Regions from separate parts of the Mus musculus genome. Here region 2 is linked to region 1. Evidence: chromatin contacts called from public HiChIP or PLAC-seq data. All regions are on one chromosome and are shown on one strand. Each heading gives the region's core, a stretch centred on a gene start, on an enhancer-like site or on the middle of the called end of the contact. The rest is flanking DNA. Distances are from core to core; before and after follow the strand shown.

Evidence for each region. HiChIP or PLAC-seq counts read pairs in DNA pulled down with a chosen protein or histone mark.
Region 2: a contact with region 1 is called in a BATF HiChIP or PLAC-seq map of CD8 T cells, with 10 read pairs. The contact joins the enhancer-like site here to the promoter of Gimap1 in region 1. A contact is called at or near these places in 3 of 484 Hi-C or Micro-C datasets (the HL-1 cell line, Sertoli cells and uterus), 6 of 115 datasets of contacts at active chromatin or transcription factors (CD8 T cells, DN3 thymocytes, effector CD8 T cells and 2 more) and 2 of 9 other capture datasets (adipose tissue and pancreatic islet).

Annotation. Positions count from the first base shown.
Region 1 is chr6:48,736,060-48,741,085 of GRCm38.p6, forward strand. It overlaps Gimap1 (GTPase, IMAP family member 1), which reads left to right and starts at 2,988. Exons shown (of 3, transcript NM_008376.3): 1 at 2,988-3,097.
Region 2 is chr6:48,799,341-48,804,366 of GRCm38.p6, forward strand. No RefSeq gene overlaps it. Among named protein-coding and RNA genes, the nearest start is that of Gm30781, 3.0 kb to the left of the region's middle. Within about 2 kb of position 2,766, at least 56 of the 459 cell types and tissues checked have an H3K27ac peak or open chromatin away from gene starts, as enhancers often do. A contact at or near this core is called in CD8 T cells, effector CD8 T cells and uterus, where this site is marked.

The DNA of each region.
Region 1 (5,026 bases), core at 1,738-4,237:
TTTGATCCAAGGAAGTGGCCACTGCCTTTATATCCCGCACTTGACCCTCCAGAAAAAGACAGAGACTTACACTTGACACCACAGATGGGAAACTCACAGGAGACACATCTCTGTGCTGTGTGTGCTGACAGCACCCACCTCCCAGGAATGTCACTCTGGTCTCACAATTGCCTTGAGGAGAGCTTGACTTTGCCCTTGTCTGCTCTGTGGAATTTTGACAGCCAGCTACATGCTGTCCCCATGTGTTCCTAGGAAACCATTTTACTTCCCAGTGTGAAAAGGGGGAATTCTCAGGATTTGAAACAAACTTAGTGGACATGAGCTCGGGACGGTATCTTTTCAGAAAGAAGCAGGGGGATGACTATGTTCGTTTCGCATCATCCTCCTGATCACAGGATGAGGAACTGTCTTTGCGGAGTGTACAGCCACCAGGCTTCTGTGGAATGATGTGGGGAAGTTTTGATTGTAAGCAATTTATAGCAAACGATCTAGTTATGAGAGTTTGGGTGTTTGTATCCAGGTTAAATTCCCGCTTCACTCATAATCATTGCAAAGAGTCGACGACTTCTGACAAAGCACAGCAGGGAAATTAAGCTTGCAAGAGGCCACTGTAAAACTTGCCAGGACCACACTTCTCCACTACAGCTGGGGATTTTACAAAAATATTAAATCCATTTGCACTTTCTGCTCTGCAGTTTTACACATCTTTATCTGTGTCCTTTCCCTCACCAAACATAGAATTCTGTATCATCTTGCTAAAAAGTATGCCTTAGCCAAGCCTGGGGATTCAGACCTGTAATACCAGCTACCTGGGGAGGCTGAGGCAGGAAGACGGCAAGTTCAAGGCATGCCTCAGCTACAGAGCAAAATTCAAGGCTAGCTTAGATAACTTAGTGAGACATTGTCTTAAAATAAGAGGCAAACAGAGGGCCAGAGATAAACCTTGATGCCACAGTACACCCATGTGCTAGGAACAGGGCTCCATCCTCAGTACTGAAAAATAAAGAGGAGAAGAAAATAAATACCATGACTACAGGTATGATAGCTACAGGCCACATGGATGCAATATTCAATCATATGAACTTAAATATACAGCTTAGTCTCCCCATCACTCCAACCACAATGCAAAAGTTCATAGCCTTGGGAGCCCTGGGAACATTGCTGTCATCACAGAATCTTTGATTAAGCAGAAGCACTTTGCAAACAAGGGCTATGCAAGAAACCACAAAGAGTTGTCAACGATTTCTTAATATGTCTGTGGTCTGAAGCATTTCCCACAATTTCTTCAAACTGCAAGAGTAAAATGAATTATTGTGCATCCAGATATTTGCAGTAAGCCCTGCTCGTTCATGTTAGCTGGAGCCTGTTCCTTCTTCCTCACTTTGGTCCTGTATCTGGTGACTTCTATGGTCACACGTGTGGTGGTAAGTAGGGCAGTGGGGAGATGTTCCTTCTAAGGTTGGTGTTGCAAAGGCAAGAGTGGAGAGGGTAGGCTAAGAAGAAGCTTTCTTGAGGAGATTCCCACCCTCTCTAGTGAGGATTGAACCTAGGGCTTCCCACATGTTGTATCCTCAGGCCCACTTTCAGTTATTTTGAAACAGAGCCTTAAACTTACGATCCTCCTGCCTCCATCTCCCTAGAGTTGGACATGCCTGCTTTGGGGGGACATATGTAAAACCATATTGACACATCTCTTCAAATGGCTCAGATAATGAAGCAAGAGAGATTCTATCAGCATGCCAACATGCAGCAGCAGCACAGCCTCTCCCTCCAGCTGACCAGGAGTGCAGCCAACTGGCAGTACCCACTGTCTGACTATCACCCTTGCCCGGAGGTTGGCATCTGCTGAAGAGCGATGCCTCTAGGTTAAGTGTTTTCTCCAGTGGAAGTTTACATCCAATAACTGGCTGATAGAACTGTGAAATGCAGTCTCGTCACCTTCCATCTCAAGGTCTACGCAAACTGTAGAATTCCCTGTGGAGTCAGCATTTGTTGTGACTGACTCAATCTTATCCTTATCCAATACCGTCTTCTTTCCTTCCTCTCTCAGGTGTAAATCCCAAGGCTACTCCCTCATAGCTTCTTTCAGCACCAGATATCTCCACCTCAATAGTCCATATGCCTTGGAACCCAACCCTTTTACACAGACACACATACACATGTGCGTGCAAGTATACAAACACTTACATAAATATACTTACATAGAAACATAGTTTACAATATTAATAGATCAAAAGAAAAATCATGCAATTACTTCAACCATTAAAAGACATTTTTAAAGTAACTCACATTTCCAATCAAAGCCTTTATTTAGTAAAATAGGAATGAACAAAATATGCATGCACTAATTTAAAGATTAATCACTAATAGCCAATATCAGTCTTAGTGATATTAGATATTCTATTCTTTGTAAATTTTTCTTTTTTGTTTTCTTTGGTACTGGATAGACCCTAGGACTTTGTATATGCTAGGCAAATGATTCTAGGCAAATGCTCTATCAATAAGCTAAACCCTGAGCCTTTGGTGTTTGTTTTGTTTTGAAGTGGGGGTCTTAAAAAGATTAGTAGCCTAGAATGGGCTTCAATTTGTCATCCTCCAATCTCAATTGGAGGCTATTTTGTAGTAAGAGAAATCCTTAAAGAGAAAAATGGAAACAAAAATAATAAAAATAAAACAACAAACAAACAACAACAACCACCACCACTACCACCACCACCACAAAACACACACACACACACACACACACACACGGAAGATTACCTGTAGCCAATTCTAGAATAGAGTCAGCCAAGGAAGGCTCTGTTGACATGTTTGATTCTACTAACCCTTCTGGACAAACAGCCTTTAGTCACAGAGAAGATAGAGTGCGTGATTTCATAGAGGAATGCTAAGACCACAACTACATGGAAAATGTTTCTGTCTCTTTAAGCCATCATCATCCGGCCTTTCTCTCAGTTTCCTGATCTCTAAGACCCAGGCAGCCTAGCGACTTCCTCTATGCTCAGCCCTGGGCAAGGAGAGACTTCTGCACTCACAAGCGAAGGGAAGGCGAGGCCGGGGCTTCTCTGGGTCACTTCAGGGACTGTCAGCAAGAAAGGTGAGCCTGAGGCTGTGAGCTGGGGTGGAGAGGAAGCTGGGCTGTGAGACCAAAGTGTCTGGTACCTATACACCTGCATTGTACAAAGCACTATGCAGGAGCACTCCGAGCGAGCGTGCATCACAGGCAAGGGGGGCTTCCGGATGCGTTAGGATGGCCTGGGCTTCGAATCGACAAGTTTGGAGGAAGTCTTAGGAGTTCACACATCTTTGATGAACAAAGCTTATCTCTTCCCTCACTCTTTTCGTACAGTAAGGGAAATGTACTCTAGATCTCCTCCCAGGAGCAAAGCACAGTCCATTCCTCAAAAAAAAAAAAAAAAAAAAAATAGAGTTTTCTGATTTGCATGGTATCTTTAGCTGGTGATGTCTGGTGTATCAAAGAAACTTAAAAGGTCTTGAAAAAACATGTCTTTACCTAGTACCTTCCAGGACTGTGTACTTTGGCCAAAAAACAAGTTAAAGAGTAAAGTGATGAATTTTGAAAGAAATTTCATTAAATGTTTCTTTCTATAGAAAAAAAAAGCACATTCAGCAAAGGCAAACGATCCTTCTGTGTCCTTATAAACCATGCTTTCATGGCTACTCCTCATGGGCCACGTCTGTCTCTCAGAAGTCTCTTCTTCTCCTTGCCAGTCGGAGGGGCTCTAGCAAACTTGAGAGGAATGGAATTAGTCCTCACTTGTCTTCCTGGAGTTTGTCCCACTCCAACTGCAGGGATACCTCTGTTTCTCCGCGTCTACAAGGAAGGGTTTAAGAAATAATGTTCTTCAAATTCTGGATGCAGATTAAGCTTGTGAGAAAGATACTACTTGTTGTATCAGAACAACTGAGGATAGATCCAAGAAGTGTGATGTTGAGGGGAACACCTAAATACTTCAAAAAAACAAAACAAACAAACAAAAAAACCAAAAACCAAAACCAACCAACCAACCAAACAAAAACCAAACCAAACCAACCAAACAAACAAACAAAAAAGCCCCAAAAAACAAAAACCAAAACCCCATCAAGCTTGTAGGCAAGGACCTGGACTATCCCGGGCTCTCTTGAGCATATAGAACTGCATGTGCTTTATGTTCCCAGATAATAGAAACATTTATCGCCCGAGATTTCACTCGGTGTTTGCCTTTCTCTTAGAAACTATCAAAGGAAGCCCAGCCTCCACTCTGAACTCTGGAAGCCCCAGCGTCCTGCCCTGGGCTTCCATGGAGTCCCTGTGCCTCCTCCTCATTTTCCCCCAGGAAGAGCTCCTCCAGCTCCTGCAGAAGCCTTGCTCATTGCTCTCGCTCTTACCTTGCTCATTGCCCCCGCTCTTACGGCTGTTTCTTCAGTTCTGATCTGTGTCATTTGTGGGCATTTGCTGATTTCTGCACACAGGACAGAGACATGGAATCCCACAGAGTGTTTGACTAAAGGCTTTGGGAGATGGAAGGGGTATTAGCCCATCTGGTTTGCAAAGCCCTTCTGTGGGAGATAGGCTATTGAGTTAACATTACCCTTCTCTGGTGTTGTGCCCACAGGAGGAAGAGAGGGAGGGAACATGTCACCCATAGTGGAGACAAAGAGATGGAGCATGAAATGGTGGAGAGATGCAGATAAGCACTCAGACAGGAATGTGGAACCAAAGCTATCACCAGAGAAAGGCCAGGGAGAGGTTGAATCTGATTTCTGGGCAGTCACTGGCTGAGACCTGTTAGCTGAATAAGAGGTTGGAGTAGCAGACTGGGGGGGGAGGGGGGGGCACTGCTTTGCGCTTAGGGACTCCTGGAATTAGGCTTAAGTGACCCGGAAGTGCTTGGCTGTACCAGATAATGTTACAACCAGAACATAGGTAGTAGAAGGGGAAAGTTTAGAGCAAAGGGCTTGGAGACTCATAAGACAACTTTGTGGCGTTGGTTCACTCCACCTTTCCTGAGGTCAGGAGAGAAAG
Region 2 (5,026 bases), core at 1,516-4,015, 63 kb after region 1:
CCATTTTTTATTAGGTATTTAACTCATTTACATTTCCAATGCTATACCAAAAGTCCCCCATATCCACCCACCCCCACTCCCCTGCCCACCCACTCCCCCTTTTTGGCCCTGGTATTCCCCTGTACTGGGGCATATAAAGTTTGCAAGTCCAATGGGCCTCTCTTTCCAGTGATGGCCGACTAGGCCATCTTTTGATATATATGCAGCTAGAGTCAAGAGCTCCGGGGTACTGGTTAGCTCATAATGTTGTTCCACCTATAGGGTTGCAGATCCCTTTAGCTCCTTGGCTACTTTCTCTAGCTCCTCCATTGGGAGCCCTATGATCCATCCATTAGCTGACTGTGAGCATCCACTTCTGTGTTTGCTGGGCCCCGGCATAGTCTCACAAGAGACAGCTACATCTGCGTCCTTTCAATAAAATCTTGCTAGTGTATGCAATGGTGTCAGCGTTTGGATGCTGATTATGGGGTGGATCCCTGGCTATGGCAGTCTCTACATGGTCCATCCTTTCATCTCAGCTCCAAACTCCGTCTCTGTAACTCCTTCCATGGGTGTTTTGTTCCCAAATCTAAGGAGGGGGATAGTGTCCACACTTCAGTCTTCATTCTCCTTGAGTTTCATGTGTTTAGCAAATTATATCTTATATCTTGGGTATCCTAGGTTTGGGGCTAATATCCACTTATCAGTGAATACATATTGTGTGAGTTTCTTTGTGAATGTGTTACCTCACTCAGGATGATGCCCTCCAGGTCCATCCATTTGGCTAGGAATTTCATAAATTCATTCTTTTTAATAGCTGAGTAGTACTCCATTGTGTAGATGTACCACATTTTCTGTATCCATTCCTCTGTTGAGGGGCATCTAGGTTCTTTCCAGCTTCTGGCTATTATAAATAAGGCTGCTATGAACATAGTGGAGCATGTGTCCTTCTTACCTGTTGGGGCATCTTCTGGATATATGCCCAGGAGAGGTATTGCTGGATCCTCCGGTAGTACTATGTCCAGTTTTCTGAGGAACCGCCAGACTGATTTCCAGAGTGGTTGTACAAGCCTGCACTCCCACCAACAATGGAGGAGTGTTCCTCTTTCTCCACATCCTCGCCAGCATCTGCTGTCACCTGAATTTTTGATCTTAGCCATTCTGACTGGTGTGAGGTGGAATCTCAGGGTTGTTTTGATTTGCATTTCCCTGATGATTAAGGATGTTGAACATTTTTTCAAGTGCTTCTCTGCCATTCGGTATTCCTCAGGTGAGAATTCTTTGTTCAGTTCTGAGCCCCATTTTTTAATGGGGTTATTTGATTTTCTGAAGTCCACCTTCTTGAGTTCTTTATATATGTTGGATATTAGTCCCCACCATTAATCTTTTAACTTGAGTTGGGTTGTGGGTTAGTAGCTAGTGCTTGCCTGACATGCCCATGGCCCTTGGTTTTTGAGGAGGATCATTGCAGGCACTTGGTGAGTTCCAGGGAAAGAACACTGAAGAAATAACCACATCAGAGGCTCTCCAAGGAAAGAGCCCCAGACCTCTCATTCTCTTAAGCCACAGTCACCATGGGGCTTGGGGGTGATGGTCAGCATGCTTCAGTCCCTTTCAGGAACAACGGCCACTGAAAACACAAGAGCCAAGAAGCCAAGCAGCAAACCTTCATGTTCTTCATGTTCATGTATCTTATAGATCCACATGTGTGTTTCAGTGTGTGATCCTTGGCCTCCATGTATGCACAATTAAGCCGGAGCTAGTCATTTTATCACCAGGGCGGTAGCACTGAGAGGTGAACACCGGAGGGATGTTCAAGTTCTCAGCCTCATGGAGGACTGATACTATCACTGTAAGGGCTGCCCACATGAATTGCCCCATTCTGCCATTTGTTCTACAACTGGACATGTGAGAGGACAGCAGCAAGGTATGTGGGAAACCAGATTCCAGATGCTGGCACCTTGCTCTTTATCTTCCTACCTGCAGAACCAAGAAAATCTCTCTGTCTCTGTCTCTCTCTGTCTTTCTTTCTCCTCCACCCCTTTTTTCTGGGCAATTTCTTAGTCTATGATACACTATTGAAACATATACTTAGTTATATAATTTCACAACTTTATTCTGAAATACTGACTTGGGTTAAAGGGCATAAAATAGTTTTCACCTTTGTCTCCAACTTCTTTTAAGTTGAAGCTCCTTCATTTTCCTAGATAAGCTGATACTAAATTGAGATACTACCTGCTTATAATTTTAGTACTTTAGCTATTGCTTTAAATTTTTCATTGTTAAAGACTGTCTTAGGGTTTTTGGCTTTTTTGTTTCACTATTTTGTGTGTTTGTTTTGTTTTGTTTTTCTGTGAAGAGACACCATGGCCTCTGTGAAGGTTCTGTGCCCCAGTATAGGGGAATCCTTGGGCCAGGAAGCAGGATTGGGTGGGTTGGGGAGCAAAGGAAGGGGGGAAGGGACAGGGGATTTTCAGAGGGAAAACTAGGAAAGGAGATAACATTTGAAATGTAGATAAAGAAAATATCTAATAAGAAAAAAAAAGAGAAAATATCCAATTAAAAAAAAAAGACACCATGACCAAGGCAACTCTTATAAAGAGAAACATTTAATTGGGACTGGCTTAGAGTTCAGAGGTTTAGTCCTTTATCATTACGGCTGGAAGCATGGCTGCTCACAGACAAACATGGCACTGGAAAGTAGCTGAGAGTTCTACAGTCAGATCCACAGGCAGCAGAAAGATTTAGAGACACTGGGCCTCTGAAACCACAAACCCACTGCAAGTGACACATTTCCTCCAACAAAGCCACACCTACTCCAACAAATTCACACCTCCCAATAGTGACATTTCCTGTGAGCCTCTGGGGGCCATTTTCATTCAAATTACCACATTCTACTCCCTGACACCATAGGCTTGTAGCCATATCATAATGCAGAAAGCATTAAATCCAACCTCAAAAGTCCCCATATCTATCATTCTCAATGTTGATTAAAATCCAAAATTCAAAGTCTCTTCTGAGACTCATGACAATCTCTTAACTGTAATTCCCTATAAAAATCAAATAAAAAAAAAGCAGATCTCATACTTCCAACAGAAATGGTGGGCTGGCTACTCCAAACTCTGCATTTCCATGCCTAATGTCCCAGTGTCTTTAAATCTCCAACACTTCTCATCTTTGTTGACTGTAACATACTTCTGTCACTTGGGCTGGTTCCATTACCTATTAGAAGTTTTCCTTGGCAAGTATCCCATAACTATGGCACTGTCAACATGTTGAGGTCTCCATGGCAATCTAGGCTTCATCTTCAGAGCTTCACTTAATGGCTTCTATGGACCTCCATGCAGGGATACCCCTGCTATACACCTGGACTCAGTGGCTCACCTTAGTCACAGAGGGAGATTCTATAATTCCTCTCTTATATCCTAATTCTAAAACAGTGGTTCTCAAGTGGTGGATCACGACCCCCTTGGAGGTGGAACAACTCTTTCACAGGAGTCACCTAAGACCATCAGAAAACAAAGATTTATGTTATAATTCATAACAGTAGCAAAATTTCAGTTATGAAGTAGCAACGAAATAATTTTGTGGATGGGATCGTCACAACATGAGGGACCAAACTAAAGGGGTGTAGCATTAGAAAGGTTGAGGACCACTGCTCTAAAACCAGAATGTGGCCCAAGATGTAAATTCTGCTGCTTTCTGGTATTGGGGTTTGGGATTCACCCCCAAAACCACACCAACACTAATCTCATACATGGATAGTTTATTGGGAATTTTCCCCAGGACTGATTGATTTTTGGGGCCACAGGGGAGGCTGTTACACTGAGTTAGAATCCTATAGATCTTTTAAGCCTGAAATCCACAAACATCTGTGCCAAGTTATTCCATCAATCAGGATTTAGGGATGGGACACTTCCTTACAAACATGTCTTTGTTGTACAATTATCCTGTTCCCATTTGTTGGGAGTATTCTACTGTGGCAGGGGACTTGCCTTGCCTAACATTCATGTCTTAACTTGCCAAAAGGATTTCAGTTACCCATAAATGTGTGTCTTTCTGTCAAGTACGGTGTCAATTCCCAGGGAGGTTTTGGGAACTTAAAACTTTACTTGATCCCTACTCAAAGTGGAAGACTTATTCCAAATGACTTCTTATAGTTGTACAGGTGTCTCTCTTATGTTGGGGTACATCCCAGAGTCAGCCTTTCATACACAAGTGCAGGAAATGCTGCTGAACAGTTGGTTCAGGTCCAAGTTTCTTGTGGCTAACTATTCAAAGCAGTTCTGACTGACCTCTATTGTGTTTGATTTCCAAGAACCTCAAAGCATAGAACATAACAGAATATGCATTCAACTCAGGCATCAGCAAGTTTCCTAGTAACAGTAGTGACAACACATGAGAAAGTTTCCTTGTAACATCAGTAACAGCATAAAATGGCTGGCTAGACAGGCAGCAGTTACCCAGGCACTGGAACATGGACCCCTTGTTCAAATAAATTTTCACCAGCTTTCTGGCTTTGATGGTTTTCTTCACTGTCTAAGCTTGGCAATCCTGTAACTCCATCTGTTGAGAGCAACTAGGCTGCTCTCAAACACAGATATCTGCCTCCAGAATTCTAGGATTAAAGCTGTTCATCACTACACCCAGATCTAAACTTTTCTTTAATTCTTTTTCACTTTTCTTTCATTCCTTTTCATAAATTGGAAGCTTGGTTGTGTGGGGTCTTGCTCTGAGGTCATCACTCCCTTTACTCTAATTAGCATCATGGTTTTCTTTGTATACATTTTCTGGTGCTCCTTTTCTCTACAAACTGTTCAGTTTGTATTTTTCCTTGCTCTGTTTGCTTCTTTTCATTATAGATCTGCGTAAGTCTGGCCACTAATAACCATACAAGACAGTCAACACTAGGCTAAAGCCTAGTGTTAGGCTTCTGCTATAGCTGTTAATCCATAACACTTCAATTTAGCTGTAGGCAGACTTTTTTGATTGAAAGTAGCCATGTTCTTTGTCAAAATATCAGAAGCATGATCTTTAAGCTACATAC